Regions from separate parts of the Mus musculus genome. Here region 2 is linked to region 1. A link is a contact called in public HiChIP or PLAC-seq data. All regions are on one chromosome and are shown on one strand. The core of a region is the stretch at or near the end of the contact, and the rest is flanking DNA. Distances in the headings are between cores, read along the strand shown.

Region 1 (5,633 bases), core at 1,160-3,659:
ATCAGAGGGCGCTTGTCTCTGACTTCTTCTCTATCTGTTATCTGGCCTTTGAGTCCAGGACACATGCTGATCCCAGGGAACCTCATCTGCCCACCTGTAGCACAGACCCTTAGGCTACGTCTGGCCTCCTTGTGAGCATCCAGTAATCATGTTATCTCTTTGGGGTGGACGGGAGCCGTGGCACACCCACAAGCAGGCAGGCCTTCTGGAGAGTTTCGCTTGGAGCACAGCATCCTCTCCTTGAAGCATGGATTACAGACCTCTGAGCCCTACAGTTCTTTCTTCAGCTAAACTCAAGGCCAGAGCCCAAGACTATAGAGAGGGAGTTGGGTGACCACCTAACCTAATGAAAGTCCCAGAATGCCACAGCCACCACATGTGATCCGAGACAGCTGGGATGATGAGAGGGGCTGAGGGGGCTGGGGGTGGGTGGGACTGGTTCAAAGCCAAGTGGCAGTTGGGTTATCCTGGAGTTTGCAGAAGGTAATTATGGTGAGAAGGGAGGTACCCTGCTGTTTCCCATTGTCCTCATGGGACCGAAAGAAAAGAGACACAAGGGTGAATTTCCTATTGGGAGGATGGCCAAACCTGCCTTGGCTTTGCTGATGGAGGAGCCTGGGCATTTAGCAGGTTCCCAGGCTGGTACTTCGGGCGGCGGAGTGGTTACAGTGTGGAAGGGAAGCAGAGGGCTGGGTTGGTTGCTTGAGTAATGGACAAGGGTGTTCTGGCTGTGGAAGTCAGCACCCACTTCTATTGTCCCATGGAGTCCCCGGGGGCGGGGAGAACTCCTTGAAGCCTGCACCCTGGCTCTCCATTGGAACACTGTGGTGTGCTTGGCTCCTCTGCCTGGATACAGGCTGAGCAACAATGCGCTGTGTCTCTGCTAATCTGCACTTGCCCTGGGGAGAACAATCGCTCGGGTGTGTCTCTGTGTACCAGGTGCTTTTTATAAGAAACACCAATGAACAACGCCCACTCAGGTTGGACGCTGTCCCAGGGACCCGGCATCTTCCCAGGGCTTTGTGGTAAGGGCCTCAGCTTCTTAGATTGGATCCTGAAATCCCCCAAATGTGGGATAGGCAGGTGACCTGGTGATGGTCAGACTGCCAGGCAGGCTGAGACCCTGACAGAAGCCATCAGGGGTGCCCACTGCTCCTGAAGTAAGGCTTCCAGAAGGATGGGGGTGCGGGTGCATCTAAAATGGCCGTGGTTTTGCACTTTCCATGTCCAAAAGCTCACTTGGTTGAAAATAGTTTTTAAACCATCTGAGGCATGAGGGAGGGAGGGAGGGGCACATTTTCTGAAATAGGAAGGACTCTATTCCAGCAGCTTAAAAAAAAAAGTCTCACCAAACCTAGCCCAGGCTTCTCCTCTCCTCTGCAGCCTCACCAGCCTCTGCAGGTCTCAGCACTGTTCTTCCCTCACTGAGAATGGTGGAATAGGGAGAAAGCAGACCCAGACCCAGGACAGCTCAGGGACTCACACTGAGGACCAGGGGATGAGTCACTCGCCCACTCTGCAGGGACTTGTCCCCAGCTATGAATCCATGCAGCCCTGATTGAGCAGAGAGGTCCCAGGTCTAAGGTTGTGCCCAGCGGGCAGGAGACTTGGCTCATCCAGGAAGTGGTGAACACCGCCTCCCCCCACCCCCCCAATCCCTGGGGACCCTTCCTGGTAACTAGTGTTTGTTTTTTCTGTATAGCCCCGTGGTTTTCTCTGCTTGCCCGGTGGATGTCTGAAGTGTGAAGGCTACTTGGACAGAGAAAGTCTAGGCTGTGGGTACCCACTGATGTGGAAGGAGCCCAGGAGCAGCCTTCTTCCTTCCTTCTGATGTTAGGAACTATGGTTTCTCTCTTCTGGAGGGAAGGTCGTGGTCCACTCTCTGTACTCAGGAAGCCCATACAGTGGAAGGGGGGAGGGGCGTTGCAACGATTCTTCAGAAGGGCCGCCTCTCCCTGCCCTATCCCTTCCGTAGCACTTACCCAAAGGATGCAGCAGCGACCCCCGGGGGTGCAAGGGGGTAGCAGTCCTCGACGTGTGGATGCTGAGAACTCCCGGGACCCTCATCTCTGTAGTGAACCGTCTAGGGTCCTGCAGACCCACACTAGCCTAGCGCTACAGCTTAACCCTTGCAGGCCCCGTGCTTATATGCGAAGGAGGCACTCAGGAACTTTGGCTGCGTAAATAAAACCTCGGGCAGCAAGAGCACTGCGCCCAGGGAAGGGGAGGAATCTTGTCCCCCTCGGCGCCCGCCCGCTGCTGTGGCCCGGCCTCCACATCCTCTACATCCGCCCACATCTGGCCGCGGAGGGGCGTGAGGGGGAGGGGCCGAGGCCGTGTCTGTCGCGGTCCCCTGGGCACCCGCCAGGAAGGGAGAAGGGGGGGCAGCCCAGGTCGTGTGCCTGGGACTCTGCAGTCCCTGTAGAAGCAGCTCTGGTTCCATCCCCTCCAGGCCCAGTTTTGACAGGCGGGCGCAACAGCCAGTGCCGAGTCGCGGAGGCCGGCTGGGGTACGGGAACCTGATCCAGCCGGGAGGCGGGGGCGGGGCGGGGGCCCGGGTGCTTGGGGAGGGGCCGGCGCCCGCCTTCCTCCCCCATTCATTCAGCCGACCGTGGGGGCCGAGGGGCTCCGGCGGCCAGCTCTGCACCGGGAGCGGGAGCGCGCAGGGCCCGGTCTCCGCGGGACTCCCTGCGCACCAGCCACCATGTCCGACCCCGCGGTCAACGCACAGCTGGACGGGATCATTTCAGACTTTGAAGGTGGGTGCCCGACCCAGCGGTTGCTTGGCGAGCTGGGCAGGAACCTCCAGGCGGGCCTGAGACGGGACGGGATGAGCACGGGAGAGGCAAGACCCCGGTTTGCTCACCCTGGGGCTCTGCGCCCCAGACCCCGCATTGCCGAGTTGGAGAGCCCCATTAAGGGGGCCTGTAGATGATAGACCCTATAGTTGGGGGCCACGCGCCCCCTGGGGATCCCAGGTTCATGCTGCCTCTGGGGTGTTCGTCTTTTTATTGTTGTTTGTTTTTGCTCTGGGACTGTCGTCTCCTCGAGGGCGGGCTTGACTTCTTGGGAACAACCCCAGGAGCGCAATTCCACCCTGGAAACCAGTGGGTTTTCTTCTTTTGGTGCTCGCCCTCAGCTCTCACCAGCATGGGAGTTAGTTCCCCTCCTCGGATCCAGTGGGAGGCCGAATCCTCAGGGTGGACCTCCTCCCCTCCCCCACGCCAGCTCCGGGGTTGGGGCTGAGCCCAGTCCCGGGGCTGGCAAGGGCTGCCAAATTGATCGGCCCGCAGGCCCCATGCACCCGAGGGGATCCCGGCCCGGCGAGTCTCAGGGTCCAGGGTGGGATGTCCAATACCCCCGATCCAGGCCTGGGACACCTTTATCCATCAGAGAGAGAAGAGCCTTTTGGGAGAGAGGGGGCCTGTGCGCTCACACAAGGACAGCACTTTCGCCTCTTGTCCTGAGTTTACAAAGTGCAAAGATACTTGGGGGCCGTTTCCTCCAAGGGTGGGCCTTCCATCTCCGCCCTGGGCTTGCATGCGCGGGCTTTCCAGAGGCCTCGTGACTGCCACTGCCGGTGCCGTGGCCCCTCGTCCTGCGTCCCCCTCCGGAGTAAATAAAGCCAGTGGAAAGGGAGGCTTACACAATGGTGTCCCGCGCGCGTCTGGGGCTGGGTTTCCGAGGGGCGGGCCTGACTCTGCCGGGCCCGGAGCCCCCGCCCCTCTGAGGGGCTCTCAGGCAGCCTTAGGCAGAGCCCTCTGGTGGGCTGTGAGCGAGGGAGGAAGGGCTTCACATAGTTAAAGACGGCCAGGTTTCAGGCTCTTCAAGTGACCAGTTGGGGGTGCTCCAGGCCCCATGACTGGAACCAGGGGGTTTGTCCTGAGCCCACCTGAGGTCAGCCTTATCTCTGAGTTAGGTGATTAGCTATGTGTCAGGAAGTGGGTGGGGGGCGGGGGGCGGGGGGCGGGTGGTTGCTGATGAGTTGTGTATTGGCAGGTACAGGCTTTAGGAGCCTGGAATATCATACCCACTTGGTCACCTCAGTGGTGGGAGCAAGTATCTGTGCTGAATCAAGGCATAGTCGCTGCTTAGGAGATCTTGTGCCCCCAACCACCTGGACCTCTTGGAGTCCATGTCTATACTAAGGTCTCCCCAGACCTGTTCCGTGCTGTTGTGCCTTCTGCATGTCCTAGGGACTGTCCTAGCTCCTTGGGTTGCCCCTCTGTGCACCTCTCCTTTGCCCTGGAGCCTTTCATTCTCCTGGAAGTGTATCTGAAAGTCAGCCAGTCAGTTCCCTTCTCTGCAAGGTCTGAGCGGGAAGGGGGATGAGGAGGGGGTGGAGGACCTGGTGGGGGGGGGCACTACCTTTTCCGGGTTCTGGTCTCTGTGTTTGCTCTCTGCTCGGACCCAGGGGGCATTCAGGTGTCTGCTTTCATCCCCCAAGGAGTTGGGGACAGGGTTTCTGCAGAATGTTGCAGAAGTTTTGTTGGGGAGGAGAAGTTTGGGGGTTGTAAGGTCTCAGAAGCTGGCTCTCTTTGCATTGTGGAGGCCAGCTGCCCCTGCCTCTTTGGTTTCTCTGTGTAACTCCTTACTCGCTGAGTGGTGCCCTCACTGGGCTGCCTCCCAAGCCAGCTTCTTGACCCTCAAATTTAGTTCAAGACAATGGCCACATTGAGAGCATCCTGGTATAGAGGTTGGCAGTCTTGAGGAAGCCGGGCCTGCTGAGCATGCTGCCCTCCTGCATGCCAGTCTTCCTACTGTGAACTCCGAAAAGCTCAGATGGGGAATGGGTTCAGGGCTTTGAGTCCCCAGAGATTACTAGCCCGGGCTATCACTAGTGAAAGTGCGTGTGTGAGTGTGTGTCGCACGTGTACACTTATGCAAGAGAAGCTTTGTGCTTTGTATAAACGACCCGAAAAGTGACCTCCTAAGTAAGTGTCCTAGGAATACAGAGTTGAGTTGATGTGCAGAAAGGGAGTGGGGGGTTGGGCAGCTAGGCAGATAAAGGGATGTGGAGAGAGTATGACTCAGCCTAGCATGGGTGAGAGAAGCTGGCAGTCTGAATCCAGGCAGGAAAAGTAGTAAGAGACTCGCAGGGAGAAGTTGGGAATGGGGAGACAAGACCTTGAGGCAAAGGAGAGCTGTGATTGTGACAGGGAAAGAAGAGGGCCTTCTGTCCAGAGCAAGGAGCTGAGATTTCAGGATGAGACTGCTAGGAAGTTGGGCCATGTAGGGACCAGTTTACAGTGAATGTTCAGAGGGGGTCCAGCCACAGAGGGTCAGGTGTTCCCTGATGCTAGCTTGGCCAGGCTCAGTTGGAGGAGCCCCTAGTTTTTGCTCAGGCTTCCTGCGGGGTGTATGTGGCTCTGCCAGATAGTTGGAGGAGGGAGAAAAGAGCCAAGTTGGCTACAGCCACTGGGGCCCATAGTCCCTTTGTGAGGCTGGACAGATGGGCTCATGAGATGGAGCACAAAGGACCTAGGTGCTCCCCCCAGGGAGCTCCGGCTGGCACATGGCTGGCTAGTTCTGAGCCATGTGTATCTCTGTTTTGTTTTTTTCTTTGTTTGTTTTGTTTGTTTGTTTGTTTTAATATAGCAGAGAGCCTGCTTGCCTGCCCCCAAGGAGGTTTG
Region 2 (5,633 bases), core at 878-3,377, 580 kb after region 1:
CACTGTGTATCTGTAAACCCAGCACTGTGAGGGGCAGAGGCAGGAGGACCAGTGGAGTTTCTGGTAGCCAGTGAGAAACTGTGTCTCAAGGGAATAGGGTAGAGAGTGTTAGAGTCTAACACCCAATGTACTCTGGACTCCACATGCATGTTTAGAAGTGTGTGCACTTACATATATGTACATACACCCACCCCCCCACCCCGAAACAAATCCCACATACAAGTACACACTTTTGAGCTGGGCTGGAACGATAGCTCTTTGGCAGAGTGCTGACCTAGCATGCATGAGGCCCTGTGTTTAAATCAGGCATGGTGGTGTGTGCCTATAATCCCAGCATTTGGGAGATGAAGGCAGGAGGATCAGAAGTTGTTTTATGAATTCAAGGCTAGCCTGGGCCACACTAGACCCTGACTAGGGTTTTTTCCTTTTGTTTTTGACTCCAGTTGGGCACGGTAACGACGACCTATTATTGTAGCACTAGGGAGTGTTGCTTGGTTTTTGCGCTACCACACTTCTGCTTCCCTTCCAACCTCCCAATGCTAGGAAAGAAAGGAGGTTAGAGGGGAAGGGGCGTAGACCTCTTTAGGCTACTTCCTGTTGATTTGGGATACTGGGCTCCTTGGGGCCTGTCCAGTCTTCTTCATCATTAGAATATCCAACTTCTTGTCTCTGCTTATGAATATTTGACAAACTGCAACAACAGTAACCAGGAGCAGCAGGTGGAGCAGCAGCAGGGTCGGGGAGCAGGAGCAGCAGCAAGCAGTGGGAGCACGGGGAACAGCAGGGGGAGGAGCAGCCTCTTCAGAGCACCCCTGTCTCTCTCAGGGCTCAAGGCATTTATACCCTCTAAAGACTTCCCAGAATTCCAAACAATAAACGCTCTCCTGAAGTTGGCAAAAATCACACCCTTGCGCAAGGCAAACCCTAATTATTTGCTGGGAAGCCACCTCTTACTCCACACCTGGGATTAAAACAAAAACACATTCATAAAACATAACTGGGCTTTTAGAGAAACTCAAATTCTCACTACAGGGAAGAGTCCTATCTGAACCGGGCCATGAGAGAGGAGAGGAAGAGATGAGAGAGGGAAGAGGACCAAGAGAGAAGTGGAAAGTTTCAGACCAAGGGAGCAAGCTGTAGAAATGGCTGGTCTATACAGGGAAGAGAAGCTCAAACGCTGGACTGGTGAGGTTTAGGATAGGGGCAGGGTGAGAAGAGCTGGGGGGAGCCACAGGAATTGATACTTGATCCATGTTTCTTCGGGACGTGACAAAACCCCTCTTGTTCCAGCTGCCTATGTGGTATGATCTGTTCTTCCTCACAATCTGTGAGGTGGCCTGGAGCTCATTGGAGGCCCACTGGCAGGAAGCCTACTGAGATTTATTGAAAAGGAAACCGAATTATCAGGGCACTCGTTTGCAACGCCAACCTGGGCTGTGTTCGGGGCATGCCCAGCCTGCTGTCTGCAGTGTGAAGCTCTTTAGAAGCCACTGCAACCACAGGCCGCCCGACAGGAACAGAGACACTGAAAACGGGCCCGCAGCAAGGCAGGCTCAGCAGCCAACAGTCACACCCAGGAAGCAGTATTTTTCTTCTGCTCCTGGACTCTCTTGCGGTGTATGGCTGCTTCCCTTTGGTCTGAGCCAGGCCGATGGTCTCAGAAATAGACACCCATTGACTTTCTTTTCCAGCGCTGGGACATACAGACCCCGCCTCCATCCCAGGGTGTCTATAGGAAGGATGGCGGCTGCTGCAGGGAGGAGGGTCTCCTGTCTTCCTAAGGGCGCCCCTCCACCAGCCTGTGGGTGGGTCCGAGGCACTTCCATTCCGATATCTAGCTGGCCAAATCCTGCAAACCTTGAGGCAGGAAGAACCTGCAGAGCACATGGGACTTGCAGCGGACATGCTTTAAAGAGGTGCCCCAGGCCCGTCCACCGCCCTCGGCCACCCTCCGTGTCCTCTGGGGAGCAGCTGCGGAAGATTCGAGTCAGAATAGCAAGAAGGAACCGCAGCAGAAGGTACAACTCCCAGCATGCCCTGCGCCCGCCACGCCCACAAGGCCAGGCGCAGATGGGCGTGGGGCGGGACTTTCCCGGCTCGCCTCGCGCCGTCCACTCCCAGAAGGCAGCGGGCGAGGGCGTGGGGCCGGGGCTCTCCCGGCATGCTCTGCGGCGCGCCTCCGCCCGCGCGATTTGAATCCTGCGTTTGAGTCGTCTTGGCGGAGGTTGTGGTGACGCCATCATGGGAGCTCCGGCGCTGCCCCAGATCTGGCAGCTGTACCTCAAGAACTACCGCATCGCCACCTTCAAGAACTGGCCCTTCCTGGAGGACTGCGCCTGCACCCCAGAGCGAGTGAGTCCCAGCTTCCAGCGACTCCACCCTGGGCCCGACGGTGCCTTAGTTGTGTGACCCGGGATCAGAACCCGCTATCCCCACCCTCGCTTCGTACTGTTAGCCAGGCTGCTTTGCTCTGCTCTGTCCTCCACGAGGCCACCCCCCCCCCCCGCTCTCCCCACCCTCTGCCTGAACCACTGTTAGCCTCCGGGCCTCTTCCCACTGTCCTCAGTTCTCGGCCCGGAACGATCTCTGGGAATCATGGGATAAGGTCAGACTGTTGATCCCGCTCACGAGCTGTCATTTTCAGATGGCGGAGGCTGGCTTCATCCACTGCCCTACCGAGAACGAGCCTGATTTGGCCCAGTGTTTTTTCTGCTTTAAGGAATTGGAAGGCTGGGAACCCGATGACAACCCGATGTAAGTCCCACAGGCTACTCTCGGTGGGTTTCCTGGTGTTCCCCTTCCATTGAGAGCCTTTTGGGTTGAACTGGAGTTGGGACAAACCATTTGTATTTAGTAGAAGAGCATGCTTCTTGCTCAAGTGTTCCAGTTATACAGCTCAGACTAGTCTTGAATTCTCAATTTCTGCCTTGGTTTCCTGAGTGTTGCCAACATGCATGGTTTTGCCTGAGGTTTTTTTGTTGTGTTTTGTTTTTGTTTTAAAACAGGGTTTGTCTGTGCAGCCTTGGCTGTCCTGGAACTCACTCTGTAGACCAGGCTGGCCTCGAACTCAGAAATCCGCCTGCCTCTGCCTCCCAAGTGCTGGGATTAAAGGCGTGCAGCACCACTGCCCAACCAAATTTTTAAATATGTTATTATTACTTAATTTATATTTCTATTTGTGTATGTTTGGATGTGGGTGTCATGGTGGATGTTGGTGTCAAGACAGCTTGGGGGGATAACTTCTCTCTTATTGTGTTGGTCCCTGGAATTGAGCTCAGGTGAGCAGGTTTGGCAGCAAGCATCCTCACCTGGGCCATTTCAGTGGCCCCTGTTTGGTTTCAGACCCCAGGAGTAGGAACTGAGGTGCTTATTCTACATATCAAAGCAGACCTGGACTCCAGGCTCTCCCAGCATCCCTCACTCCCTCCCTGGCATACTTTGCCCCCAACTCTGAACTTCCAGCCCAGGAACTGGGCAGCCCTTCCCCCCAGAGGCTCCACCCTATATAATCCAGGCATTTTGGACTTCTCTTCTTCTCTCTCTACATGTGTTCTTTCTCTCACCTTCCCATGGTGACTCCCCTGGCCTCAGTCCTTGAGCCCAGTGAATTCACCTGGGAGCAGCTTTCCAATAAACCTGCATTTCATAACATCTAATCTGGCTTGAATTGGTTCATTTAACCAGCAGAGAAATAATTTATAATCCTGGACTATGATTCATTAAAAACAGGTCTATTGAAATATAATCCATCTACTGCAAAAATCAGTAGCTTAGTGACTTTTTAAGGTCTTTTTAAAAATCTAAAAAAAAAAAAAAAATTAAAAAAAAAAAAAAGGCTGAGAGCTGGCTCAGAGGTTAAGACCACTTGTTGCTTTTACAGAAGACCCAGGTTTGGTTCCCAGCACCCACCTGGTGGCTCACAATCAATTACAACTCCAGTCCCGGAGGATCTGAGGCCCCCTTCTTGCTTCTGAGGACACTCAGCACACATGGGACACATCTACACAGAGCACTCATACATGCAAAGCAAAATTTAAAAAGAAAAAAAAAAGACTTAATGTTGTCTGTCTTTAGAGCTTACAAGCTGTGTTCTAACTGCAGTCCTGCATTGAATGCTGTGACGTACCATATGCAGGACAAGTCCTCTCACGGGCGTGTGTGAGTTAGCGGAGTTCCCTGAGTAGACGTGTGCTAAAGCTTTATGAACATTCCTGTAAAGTGGAATGATTTCTAGCAGGTCTTTGGAGGAATTCAAACAATCTTGTGTGTGTGTGTGTGTATGCATATGTACATGTATGTATAATATACATGCGAAGGTTGAGGGACAATTTATAGACATTGGATCTGTCTGTCTCTTCTGTCTTTCTACTATGAGAGTCCTAGGATGGGACTCAAGCTGACAAGCTTAGTGAATTTTATTTTAAAAAAATGTTTATGTTGGGTATGTCTTAGGATTTCTTTTGTTTGTTTTTATTTATTTTATTGGTTTGTTATTTGTGGGTTTTTTTGTTTTGTTTTTGAGACTGGGTTTTTGTTTGTTTGTGTGTGTGTGTGTGTGTGTGTTTGTGTGTGTTTTTGTTTTTCTTTTCTATGTAGCTCTGGCTATCCTGGAACTTTGTAGACCAGGCTAACTTGAACTCTGCCTCCTGAGTGTTGGAATTAGGGGCAGTCACCACCACTGCCTGGTCTTAGGGTTTCTGTTGTAAAGAGACGCCATGGCCACTATAAAGGAAAGCATCTAACTAACTGAGGCTGGCTTACAGTCTAGAGGTTTAGTCCATTATCATCATGGTGGTGGAGAGGTAGCTAAGGGTTCTACAGCTATATCAGCAGGAAGAGAGAGTGACACTGGGCCTGGCTTAAGCTTCTGAAACATTAAAGCCTGTCTCTAGTGACACACTTCATCCAACAAGGCCACAGCTCTTAGTGGTGCCACTCCCTATTAGCTAATGGGGCCACTTTCATTAAAACCACCACAGGGTAAGGCGGTGTCTCTGGTGGCGCAGGTCTTTAATCCCAGCACTTGGGAGGCAGAAACAGGCGGATTTCTGAGTTCAAGGCCAGCCTGGTCTACAGAGTGAGTTCCAGGACAGCCAGGGCTACACAGAGAAACCCTGTCTCGAAAAAACAGAAAAAAAAGAGAAAAGAATGGGGAAGACGGGGGCTGGTGAGATGGCTCAGTGGGTGGGAGTGCTGACTGCTCTTCCGAAGGTCCTGAGTTCGGGTCCCAGAGGCCACATGGTGGCACACAGCCATCTGTGATGAGGTCTGACCCCTCTTATGGAGGGTCTGAAGACAGCTACAGTGTACTTACATATAATTAATAAATGGGTGAATCTTTAAAAAAAAAGAAAAGAAAAAGAATGGGGAAGACATAACAGAGAGAAGATATGCTGTGTGGGATGTTCCTAGGACATGTTTGAGCCTCAAATCTTGTCCTTGACACAGATCAGGGTGCACCAAGAGACAGCCGTGGAGATGGGAGATAGACTGTGGGTGGTGAGTAGCCCTGGCACTTTTGACATGTACGTCTATTTTTTTTTTTTTTATTAGAGAGGAGCATAGAAAGCACTCCCCTGGCTGCGCCTTCCTCACTGTCAAGAAGCAGATGGAAGAACTAACCGTCAGTGAAT

What was found. HiChIP or PLAC-seq counts read pairs in DNA pulled down with a chosen protein or histone mark.
Region 2: a contact with region 1 is called in an H3K4me3 HiChIP or PLAC-seq map of craniofacial prominence, with 4 times the contacts expected there. The contact joins the promoter of Birc5 here to the promoter of Septin9 in region 1. A contact is called at or near these places in 1 of 39 promoter capture datasets (frontonasal cranial neural crest), 1 of 484 Hi-C or Micro-C datasets (embryonic stem cells), 18 of 115 datasets of contacts at active chromatin or transcription factors (the NIH/3T3 cell line, acute myeloid leukemia, astrocytes and 13 more) and 1 of 9 other capture datasets (embryonic stem cells).

What each region holds. Positions count from the first base shown.
Region 1 is chr11:117,263,837-117,269,469 of GRCm38.p6, forward strand. Septin9 (septin 9) reads left to right here and starts at 2,410. Exons shown (of 11, transcript NM_001113487.1): 1 at 2,410-2,759. The coding sequence starts at 2,705. Gm39478 (a long non-coding RNA gene) reads right to left here and starts at 2,348. Exons shown (of 3, transcript XR_880325.3): 1 at 1,983-2,348.
Region 2 is chr11:117,847,110-117,852,742 of GRCm38.p6, forward strand. It overlaps Birc5 (baculoviral IAP repeat-containing 5), which reads left to right and starts at 2,128. Exons shown (of 4, transcript NM_009689.2): 1 at 2,128-2,352; 2 at 2,645-2,754; 3 at 5,554-5,633. The coding sequence starts at 2,242.